Linked DNA regions of Gossypium hirsutum: region 1 is linked to region 2. The links are chromatin contacts, called in public Hi-C maps. All regions are on one chromosome and are shown on one strand. The core of a region is the stretch at or near the end of the contact, and the rest is flanking DNA. Distances in the headings are between cores, read along the strand shown. Region 1 holds the start of LOC107891924 (E3 ubiquitin-protein ligase UPL3). Region 2 has its middle 7.7 kb from the start of LOC107891922.

Region 1 (4,574 bases), core at 688-3,187, 130 kb after region 2:
CTAAGCTTCCTGTTTTAACATGAGATTATGTTGATTTACATGTTGTACACATCAAACCAATAAGTTATAAATACTCCCCATTACAATTGGTTTTTTGTCAAAAGCTAAATATTTCTCATCTTTGAATTTTGATATGTGCGTATATGTTCCAATTGCTCCACCACAATGCACAAAGATGAGTGAATTCTCAAAGAAAGTTTAGAATATATATTAATTACAAGTCTCCTTTTATTTTGAGATATTTTGAATGTTTTGGAGATTCAATTATGACATGTTGTGTGATTACTATTTTGATTTGATAGTTTTCTCGATATTAGTGGGAGAGAAATAATAGTTGAATGAAATCACTGCTTGTAAGGAGTTATCATTATCTAGATTCTTATAAAGAGTAATTTGAACCATAAGTGCAAAAAGGATAACTCACTTTATTACAAGTTAACTGTCAAATGTATTCACAAACTTAATTAGAATAATCAAGTGTTATAAACCATTTAATATTTTGAATCAAAGTCCCAGTAGGACAATCAGTTAGAATAAATAATAGATTGATTGGTTCCAAAAATAAAAATTCTTCTAAATTGTCATATGGTGGAGGCGGGTACTCCAGAAGAGACCCAAACCATAATTAATAATTAAAATTCTAGAAGAGATTCAAGTACCTGAAATTGAAGATTAAAATAGTGAAAATAAGAGATCTTGATAAGTTATGTCAATTTGAGAAAATGTCGAACTGATATTAAAAGTGGTCGACAATGGTTTTGCATGCAATATTATTGTTGTAATAATGAAATAAAATGAGGATCTTGAATAAATCTATTGAGAAATATAGATATGGAATAAATTGGTCAAAATAGAAAGATGCAACTCAAGTACAATTAATTTTGTGGAGTTTTTTGGACTAGTAGTCCAAATATCTAAAGGTATAAAGCTAGTGATGGTGCAAATGAAGTTGTTTTGCAAAACGGAATAAAATATGAAGTTTTTGCTAAGTCATGTAATTGATTATGAAAAGATATAATATTCTTTTGTGGTGATACAATAACCTTTAGATATATTATTAAACTAACAGTTCATAAAAGATTTAACTTGTGTTTAAGGGTTGTTGTTACAACTTTTTATGAATCACTATATATTAAAGTTTATATAAAAATTCTTGAAGGATTTAGAATGCCAGAAGCATATTGAAATTATTGGGAAATTGTTCATTTATATGAATTGAAATAATTGAACATATGTGGTAAATTTGACTTAGTCAATAGTAGTTAAAAAACTATTATAAATTGATCCAAAATACTATTTTTATTTTTATAGAAGGATCATGATTAAAGTTTGTTATTATTATTGTTGAAACTCGTAAAGAGATCAAAATATATTTCTCCTCTCATGACTTTCAAAAGAATGTTGATATAAATGCTTAGCAAATACGTTCAAATGGTCATTTGAAAAGTTAGTATTCAAGATTAAATACATAGAATATGAGATATTATGTAATGTTTTAATGAGGGGAAATAAATACGCGCTGTATTCTTTTTTCCTTAACCGAGGTTTTGTCCCAGTAAAGTTTTGAATGAGACAACATATTATACGTATTATAAATATGTGTACTATTTTTCCTTCTTCCTTTTCTAAAAATTTTTTTCCTACAAAAAAATTTTCTAGTAAAATTTTTAATGAGACACATTAACAATGTCAATATCAAGATAAGTTTTGATATACTTAAAATTATAATAATGAGTAGAAGTAAATATCTACTTTATCTATACTTGTTAGGCCTATTAAATAGACTTTTAAGAAGCATTATAAACAATATGCACTCTCTTATTTATTCTCCCATTTTATAACACGTATTTATGATAAAAATCTAAAATATCTCGAATATTTATTAACTCTTAAAAGGCTTATTTAAGAACTGGTTGTATATAATTTATAGATAAATTTAAAGTTATAATCTAAAAAACTTCACCCTTTTTATTTATTTATTCATTTTCACTTTAGGGTTTCAAGTTTCTCTCTTAACCTTCATCTCTTTAGGGCTCAAATTCTCCCCTAATTAATCATTGAATTCTATTTCATTCAAAACCAAGACAAAGGCGTGGGTTCCCTGATTGTAAATTCTAGGGTTTTACATTTATCCGAAGCGTGGATTCCTTTGTTTTCGTTTTCTAGGGTTTCGATAAGCTGTTGTTGAGATGCAACAAATAATCGGATCAGGAATCGTCTGATCTTGTGGTGGTGACCGTCCGATAATCAGGGGCGTTGGTCCCCTTTGTATGGAAACTCGGAGCCGGAAGCGGGCGGAGGCCTCCTCAGCTGCCCCTTCATCTTCTCCCTCCGGTCCCACCACTCGCTCTCATAAACGCGTTCGTCTCTCTTCCTCCTCTGCCGCTGCCGCTGCCGCCGCCACCGTCGCTGTTACTCGCTCCCGTACTTCCCGCACATCACGTACTTCCGCTGCCTTAATGGACCCCACTACAATCGAATCTTCTTCCGGTTCCCGCCGTGATCGCCGTTCCAGCAAAGCTAACCAAACCACAACAAGTGACAATCCGAATCTTGCCTCTGATAGAGGAAAGGAAAAGGAACATGATCCTAGGATTCGCGATAGAGATAGAGACAGGGATAATAGAGACAACAATCCTAATCATCCTGAGAGAAATTTAGGATTAAATATGGATACCTCTGGAGGCGATGAGGATGATAATGATAGCGAAGGCGGTGTAGGGATTTTGCACCAGAATCTGACGTCAGCAAGCAGCGCGTTACAAGGCTTGTTGAGGAAGCTCGGTGCCGGACTTGATGATTTGCTTCCCTCATCGGCAATGGGTTCCGGGTCTTCATCTCATCAAAGTGGGAGGTTAAAGAAGGTTCTGTCTGGATTGCGTGCTGATGGAGAGGAAGGGAGGCAAGTGGAGGCGCTGACCCAGCTGTGTGAAATGCTTTCAATTGGTACTGAGGAATCGTTGAGCACGTTTTCTGTTGATTCCTTTGTTCCCGTGCTCGTTGGATTGCTTAATCACGAGAGTAATCCTGATATCATGATTCTTGCTGCAAGGGCGCTTACTCATTTGTGTGATGTGTTGCCTTCTTCATGTGCTGCTGTTGTGCATTATGGTGCTGTTTCATGTTTTTGTGCTAGGTTGCTCACTATAGAGTATATGGACTTGGCTGAACAGGTTGGCATTTTGGTTGCTTCCTAAATAATTGATTGTTAGAAAATGAAATTGATCAAATATGTGGTTAAACTTAAACTCCCTTGAGCTGATTGAGCGACATCTTGCATTTCATTATGAACTAGGGTGAACTGCAACTAGCTAATTCTACTAGCAGTTGGCCCCCCAACTGATAAACATGGGATAGTTGAGCATTTTCCTGAAAGCCTATTTGACTTAAAATTTGCTTGTTTCTAACTAACTGTTAAAAATTAATGTTGTGGGTATTCTTTATTGTTCTTAGTTATGGACTTGAATTAGAAAGTTGAAAACTGTAGATTTGCTCCCCTCCACATTCTTATCTTTCTGGTTGAATTGCTGCAACAGTCTCTGCAAGCTCTGAAGAAGATATCTCAAGAACACCCAACTGCCTGTCTGCGAGCTGGTGCTCTCATGGCAGTGCTTTCATACTTGGATTTCTTCTCCACTGGGGTTCAGGTGATTTAATTTGTGAACATTTTGAGTGTTAATCAACATCTATGGAGTGGAGAATTTTCTTGCTATTTAGATTCTTATTGTGTTTGTTTCCTATATTTGATCCCATATTCCAGCGAGTGGCACTATCTACTGCTGCAAATATGTGCAAGAAACTCCCTTCAGATGCAGCTGATTATGTCATGGAAGCTGTACCACTATTAACAAATCTTTTGCAGTATCATGATTCGAAGGTAACGTGAACATCATATTAGTGATGAGTCATTTGTTGTCAATTATGTTTCATCCTGAACACTTAGCTATCTTTCTAGGTGCTGGAGCATGCATCTGTTTGTTTAACGCGCATTGCTGAAGCCTTTGTATCTTCCCCGGATAAATTAGATGAGCTTTGCAATTATGGACTGGTTACTCAGGCTGCATCTCTCATTTCCATAAGTAATTCTGGAGGTGGACAGGCATCATTGAGTACACCAACATATACGGTGAATTGATGGTGCTCCTTTGTTTATCTATTTGAATGCATTTTATGTACCATTTCATGACATTTGGGTTTTTGAATTCAGGGCTTAATTCGGCTGCTCTCAACTTGTGCAAGTGGGTCTCCCTTGGGCGCAAAAACTTTACTTCTGCTTGGGATCAGTGGCATACTTAAAGATATACTATCAGGTTCTGGTGTTTCGGCTAACTCATCTGTTTCACCAGCGTTAAGCAGACCGGCAGAGCAGGTAACAATTTTAATTCAAGCTGAAGAGTTGGTAGTTATTATTGCTAGCTGTTTATTTAACTGTTTTACATGTGTGCGATGCTATATTAATACAAGTGGAGCTGAGGAAATGGTATAACCTTTAAAGACAAAGTATCAACTCCAAGCTTTACTATCAATTTTGTGAACATTGCTTGTCAGTTGTTTTTTGTTTTGTGGTATCTTTT
Region 2 (5,136 bases), core at 2,509-5,008:
TCAAAGTTCAGAAACAGCACTAGTTCTGGTTTCTACTTATAAGACCGCAACCCAACCATCATTTACCAATATTTTGATATCCTCTTTTTCTTGTCAAATTCAAGACCTTTGTGGATGAAAATCTGGTGACAGATCTTGTCAGGTTCCCCTGTTACATCAAAGTTTCCAACAGCAACCCTGAAATTTAGCAATCATGTTGATGTTATTACTTTATATCCCATTTACCAACATTACCTAATAATTTCGTATGCAAAGTCTATTGCACCATAATGACATGAAAATCCCTCCTGTAAGGAATAGCAAAACTAATGATTTGGGACTTTTTTTCATTTGGCTGGCTTGGAGTTGTTCAAGTAAGATGAGTTGGACTTGTTAATCATAGAAAAATTGAAGAGTATCAGAGTTAAAGCATTTTTCCGATGCATGTTAACCATTTTTTTTACATGAATTTCATAAAATCACTTGATCCACAAATGTAAAACTAGTGTTCTTTCGAGTATTTGTAGAAATACAATCATAATTACAAATTTAATATATATAATTAGGATAACATTATAAATTATAATTGTATTAATAATTGTATTATAACTTGGCTTTTTTAAAAGAGTTAAAATAAATTCATCTTGACTGGAGTGAATAACAACAGTCATGCTTTCTTAGTTTCAGCTGAGCTTAGACAAAGTCTCTCTCTCTCTATATATATATGTTAAAGGAGTGTTTGGAAATTGGGCTTGTAAATCTATGACTAAAGGTTGGTGACAATTCCTTATTCATGAATGGGTTAAAATGAATGTTGATAGCTCGGTATCAAATTCTAGATCAAGAGCGATCATAGGTGGAGTGGTGAGAAAGCCGAATGGAAGTTGGATGGGAGTTTTGAAATGGCGGTAGGATTGTCAGATATTTTTCAGATTCAAGCTCGAGCATTAATTGAAGGTTTAAAGTATGCTTGGGCATAGGGTTACTGTCAAGTGGAGATTGAGAGTGATAATTTTGTGTTGATTGTTGTTATACAAAATGGGTTAGTAGCAAACAACTGTAACAACAAAGTTAGGCTTATTCAAGACTGGTGTTTTGAGGATTGGGAAGAGAAATTTTGACGGATCTTGAGAGAAAGGTATAGGTTGGTAGATTGTATCACCAAAGAGGCTCGAGGTGAAATAGAACAATTGATTATTCATCAGGAACCACCGGGTATTGTGAGAGACTTATTGGATTATGATATTCATCGTGCTATGTGTCCATTTCTTGAGGGAGATTAGTACTGATGTAATTTTAACTCAAGGCTATATCATTTTATTTACCAAAAAAAATATAAAATTGAGATTGAGAAGTTACACATAATTTACAAAGGAAGAGACTCGAATATAGAATTTTAAAGCTTTTAGAGTTGTAACATCGTGGTCAAGACAAAACAAATTGTTTTTACTAAATAAGAATAATTGGCTTTTACACAAGTGGTAAAGGTCTTGGAGATAATTGGGAATCAAATTTGTATTAATTTGAGTGAAGCACTCTGAAATAATTAAAAAGAAAAAAAACCATTTAGTTGGTATTTTGAACTAATTAAATTGCGTTAAGGAGCAAACTTATGAATAAACTAAGGGGTGAGTTTATTGCAATTTCAATAGAATGGGAGCATGGTCTAAATACAAGGAATTAGCCTTCCGTTCATCTCGTGAATTAGCAGTTAGGAAGCTAGGCAGCAGTTATAATGCCCCAGGCCCTTTTAGCTTTGTGCCCATAATGACCAATATTTGGCATGAATTTGAAAGGTGGGAAACTCAAACCTACAAAATGATGGGCTTCGTTCTAGAACCCTGGTTCGTTCCTTGTATGAGCAGCACTACCATATTTATTCCTTTTAGTAGCAAAAAGTTGATTAGAGAAAGGGAATGACACTCATAGGTTGTGTTGGAATTAGGTAAAAGTACTTATTAGATTCACCAACCGCAATTTAAATCAGCAGTCAATGAGATTCATTTCCAAAGAATTTAAGGTTTTATTGCTTATAAAACCATGAAAAGGAAGAATTGTTTGGTGGATTTACCATGTAAGTACCAAAACAAGAGAAGGTGGATTACATTTACAGGTCCCACCTCTTCTCTGTTTGCATAGATTTAGGAAGATAATGTTGGGCAGGTAGGGAGATTTATGTAGAAATTTAACATGGGGGCACAGTTCTGTGAGAGGAGGGCCCAATAAATATAATGCAAAAAAAAAAATCAACTTTTTTATGGTAAACTTATAAATAGTGATCCAATTATTATTGTGTTTTTGTTTTCACCATACAGGTTTTTTTTTTCTTTTAGTCATTGGTGGTATCAAAATTTAATATTTTGATCACTCTTTCATTAAATCACTAAGAAAATGCCTATATGACTTTTTTATTGGCATAATAATAAATTTAGCCCTCTAATATTTACAGATTCTAGTAATTTGATTCTAATTCTAAAAGTTTCAACAAATTTGATCCTCATTTTTATACATTCTTGTAATTTAATCTTTATTCTTAAAAGATAAAAAATAAAATTTAAAAACTTTAAAAATATAAAAAAAATATTTAAAAATTAATTTTTTGATAAAAATACATAAGATTTATAAAACAAAAACACATAGAATTATAAATAAATGAATACCCATTTTTTTAACATGAAATTTATTTATTAAAACAATAATTTTATAAATAAAATAATTTTTTAAAAATCCACAAGTATGACTTCAATCTTTTTCAAACTTTTTCGTTTTTTAGTTTTATTTATTATACATCTAGCCTTGTTTTTTAGTCCTCGCAAAATTTGTTAAGTAATGGGGCCCACTTTCACCCACAATCGCTAGCACTAATAACTCTTACTCTGAACTCCTTGATTTCCACATCCATTGTTGTCGTGCCATAGAACTAGTAATTTGTTGTGGAGCTGCTAACATAACACAACCTCATCCTCACTCATATATTCCCAATTATACTCGCCCTCAAGTAGAATCTCAAACGCAACAAACTTGTTTTGAGAAACAATCTAAAGACATTGATTTTTATCCTTTTCAATCTTAGTTTGTAGTTTTTGACCCAGTTTGAATATAATGGTGGTTAATGTTGAAAAAAGGAAAAAACTGAATATGCTTAAGTCTTCTTCATAGTTTTTCTCCCTTAAATTATTTTATGTATAAAATTATTATTTTAATAAATAAATTTCATATTAGAAAGTAAGAAAAGTAGATAGTTATTTATAAATATTTTATAATTTTGTATGTATTTTCATGGAAAAATAAACTTTTAGATAATTTTTAATTTTTAAAATTTAAGAATCATGATTAAATTGACAAAATGTGAACCCTATGTGATGATTTGATGGTCAAGGGTATTCACCGCCCCAACTGTGGCTTCGGTTAGAGTCGCGCTAATCACGTTTGTTGTGCGACTTTACCCTGGTATTGTAATTCACCAAAAAAAATTGATAGATTATGTAAGGGTGAGGTCTAAAATTATTATTTTATCAATAGAAAAAAAGGCACACCAACATTCCGATGAAAATATTAAAATTTGATAGTGAAAAATTTTAAACTTGAATGATAAAAATAGAAATAAGTTAATAGTTGGATGAGTAATTTATAAAAGTTAAAAGTTGAGGAAGAAATAAGTCGTTGTTGAGAAGAAAGAGTTTGATTGGGCATTTGGATCCATCCATGGCATTGGCCCATACCCACCTGACCTAACCATTTCAAGTTTGAACTGTACACCTCTCAGCCACATATCCTCGTTCTCTCTCTCTCTCATCATTATTTGGGAACTCTTTTCCCCACCACCTACGCTTTTGCTACCTATCTCTACCATAACATGCCCCCACCCTTTCTTTCTTTATTTTTGCCCTAATTGTCAAACAGTACAATTTCACCCTTTGCTACTAACAATCTTCAAATGATTTGCTAAATTGTTGGTTTTAACTAAAACTATGAGAAAAAATTAAAAAAAATTCAACCAAGACTTTGTTGATGTGAGTCATCACGTTTTCAAATGAAACGTGTAAAGAAATGAATTTTAGGAGGGGAACAAAATGCATGCACCTCTGCCCTCTGCATTATTAATATCACAACTTTTGATTTTGACTTACTCTTCAATACACCAAGCTATTACTTTCTATCATATTTTGACCAAAGATAATCCTAGGACATTGAAAATTGCTCAATTCCAATTTGTGATTAACTTGTACAAGTTGAATGACATAAACTTTCCAAGTTGTATCAATTCTCTCCTTTTTTTTTTGTTTTTCAAATAAATATGATTGAAGTCCCATCAACATCTATAAATAGATTTAGTCAAAGATTTGCAAAAAAAAAACCCCAAGGTGGACAAGGTTAGAACTATCAACTATCCATTGAGTTGCGCTGTAATCTGATTTTAAAAAAAGAGAAAAACATCTTCCGAAAGGAGCTTGCATTTACTATTTATTAATATTAAAGATTTCAAATTAATTTTATTAATATTTATACGAACTCCATCGGAAACTTACCGGGCGGAGAAAGAGGGATTAGGAGTAGGACCCACAAGTGGTGTCCGGGAGTGGGTCCCTATCGCCGCAACGGTGCACATGAGCCTACGTCCGACGCCTTTTCCCAACTCCAACTACCACCCCAAAAGAGAGGAGTTGGTACCCTGTGGGACACACACACAATACCTTTTCCCTTTTCCCTTTTCCCTTTTCTTTCCATTTCACTCCCGTCTTTTCCCCCTAATTACAAACCTACCATTTCATTTTCACTTTTTAAAATTATTAATTATTAGTAATTCTATTACATGCACGTCCGTATACAAAATAAATTGAAAATAACATTAAATAAACAACTAAACATATGATCCGAAATTAATAATAATAACATAGCATGTTATTGTTTTGTACTCCAATTAATTTTTTAACTCGAATTATCATTTTTCTTAGCATGTAAAATATTATCATATTAGGAAGTATTGTTTAATATCTTATCAAATGTTAAAACATTATTATATCGGTGATAGAAAAAATTAACATTAAATTTGATAAATATTTTTAAAAAATAGATATATAACCATTTATTTGTAAAGTAAATAAAAATTTTATCATCCATACATCAAAAAGTTAATTAGACGATAATTGGAAATTG

Evidence for each region. Hi-C and Micro-C count contacts between places; a contact is called where the count stands out from the background.
Region 1: a contact with region 2 is called in a Hi-C map of leaf, with 1.7 times the contacts expected there. The contact joins the promoter of LOC107891924 here to the enhancer-like site in region 2. A contact is called at or near these places in 4 of 34 Hi-C or Micro-C datasets (hypocotyl and leaf).

What each region holds. Positions count from the first base shown.
Region 1 is chrD12:4,796,589-4,801,162 of Gossypium_hirsutum_v2.1, forward strand. It overlaps LOC107891924 (E3 ubiquitin-protein ligase UPL3), which reads left to right and starts at 1,938. Exons shown (of 18, transcript XM_016816846.2): 1 at 1,938-3,173; 2 at 3,537-3,647; 3 at 3,761-3,877; 4 at 3,956-4,126; 5 at 4,208-4,369. The coding sequence starts at 2,271.
Region 2 is chrD12:4,664,558-4,669,693 of Gossypium_hirsutum_v2.1, forward strand. No RefSeq gene overlaps it. Among protein-coding and RNA genes, the nearest start is that of LOC107891922, 7.7 kb to the left of the region's middle. Within about 2 kb of position 3,759, at least 2 of the 9 cell types and tissues checked have an H3K27ac peak or open chromatin away from gene starts, as enhancers often do. A contact at or near this core is called in leaf, where this site is marked.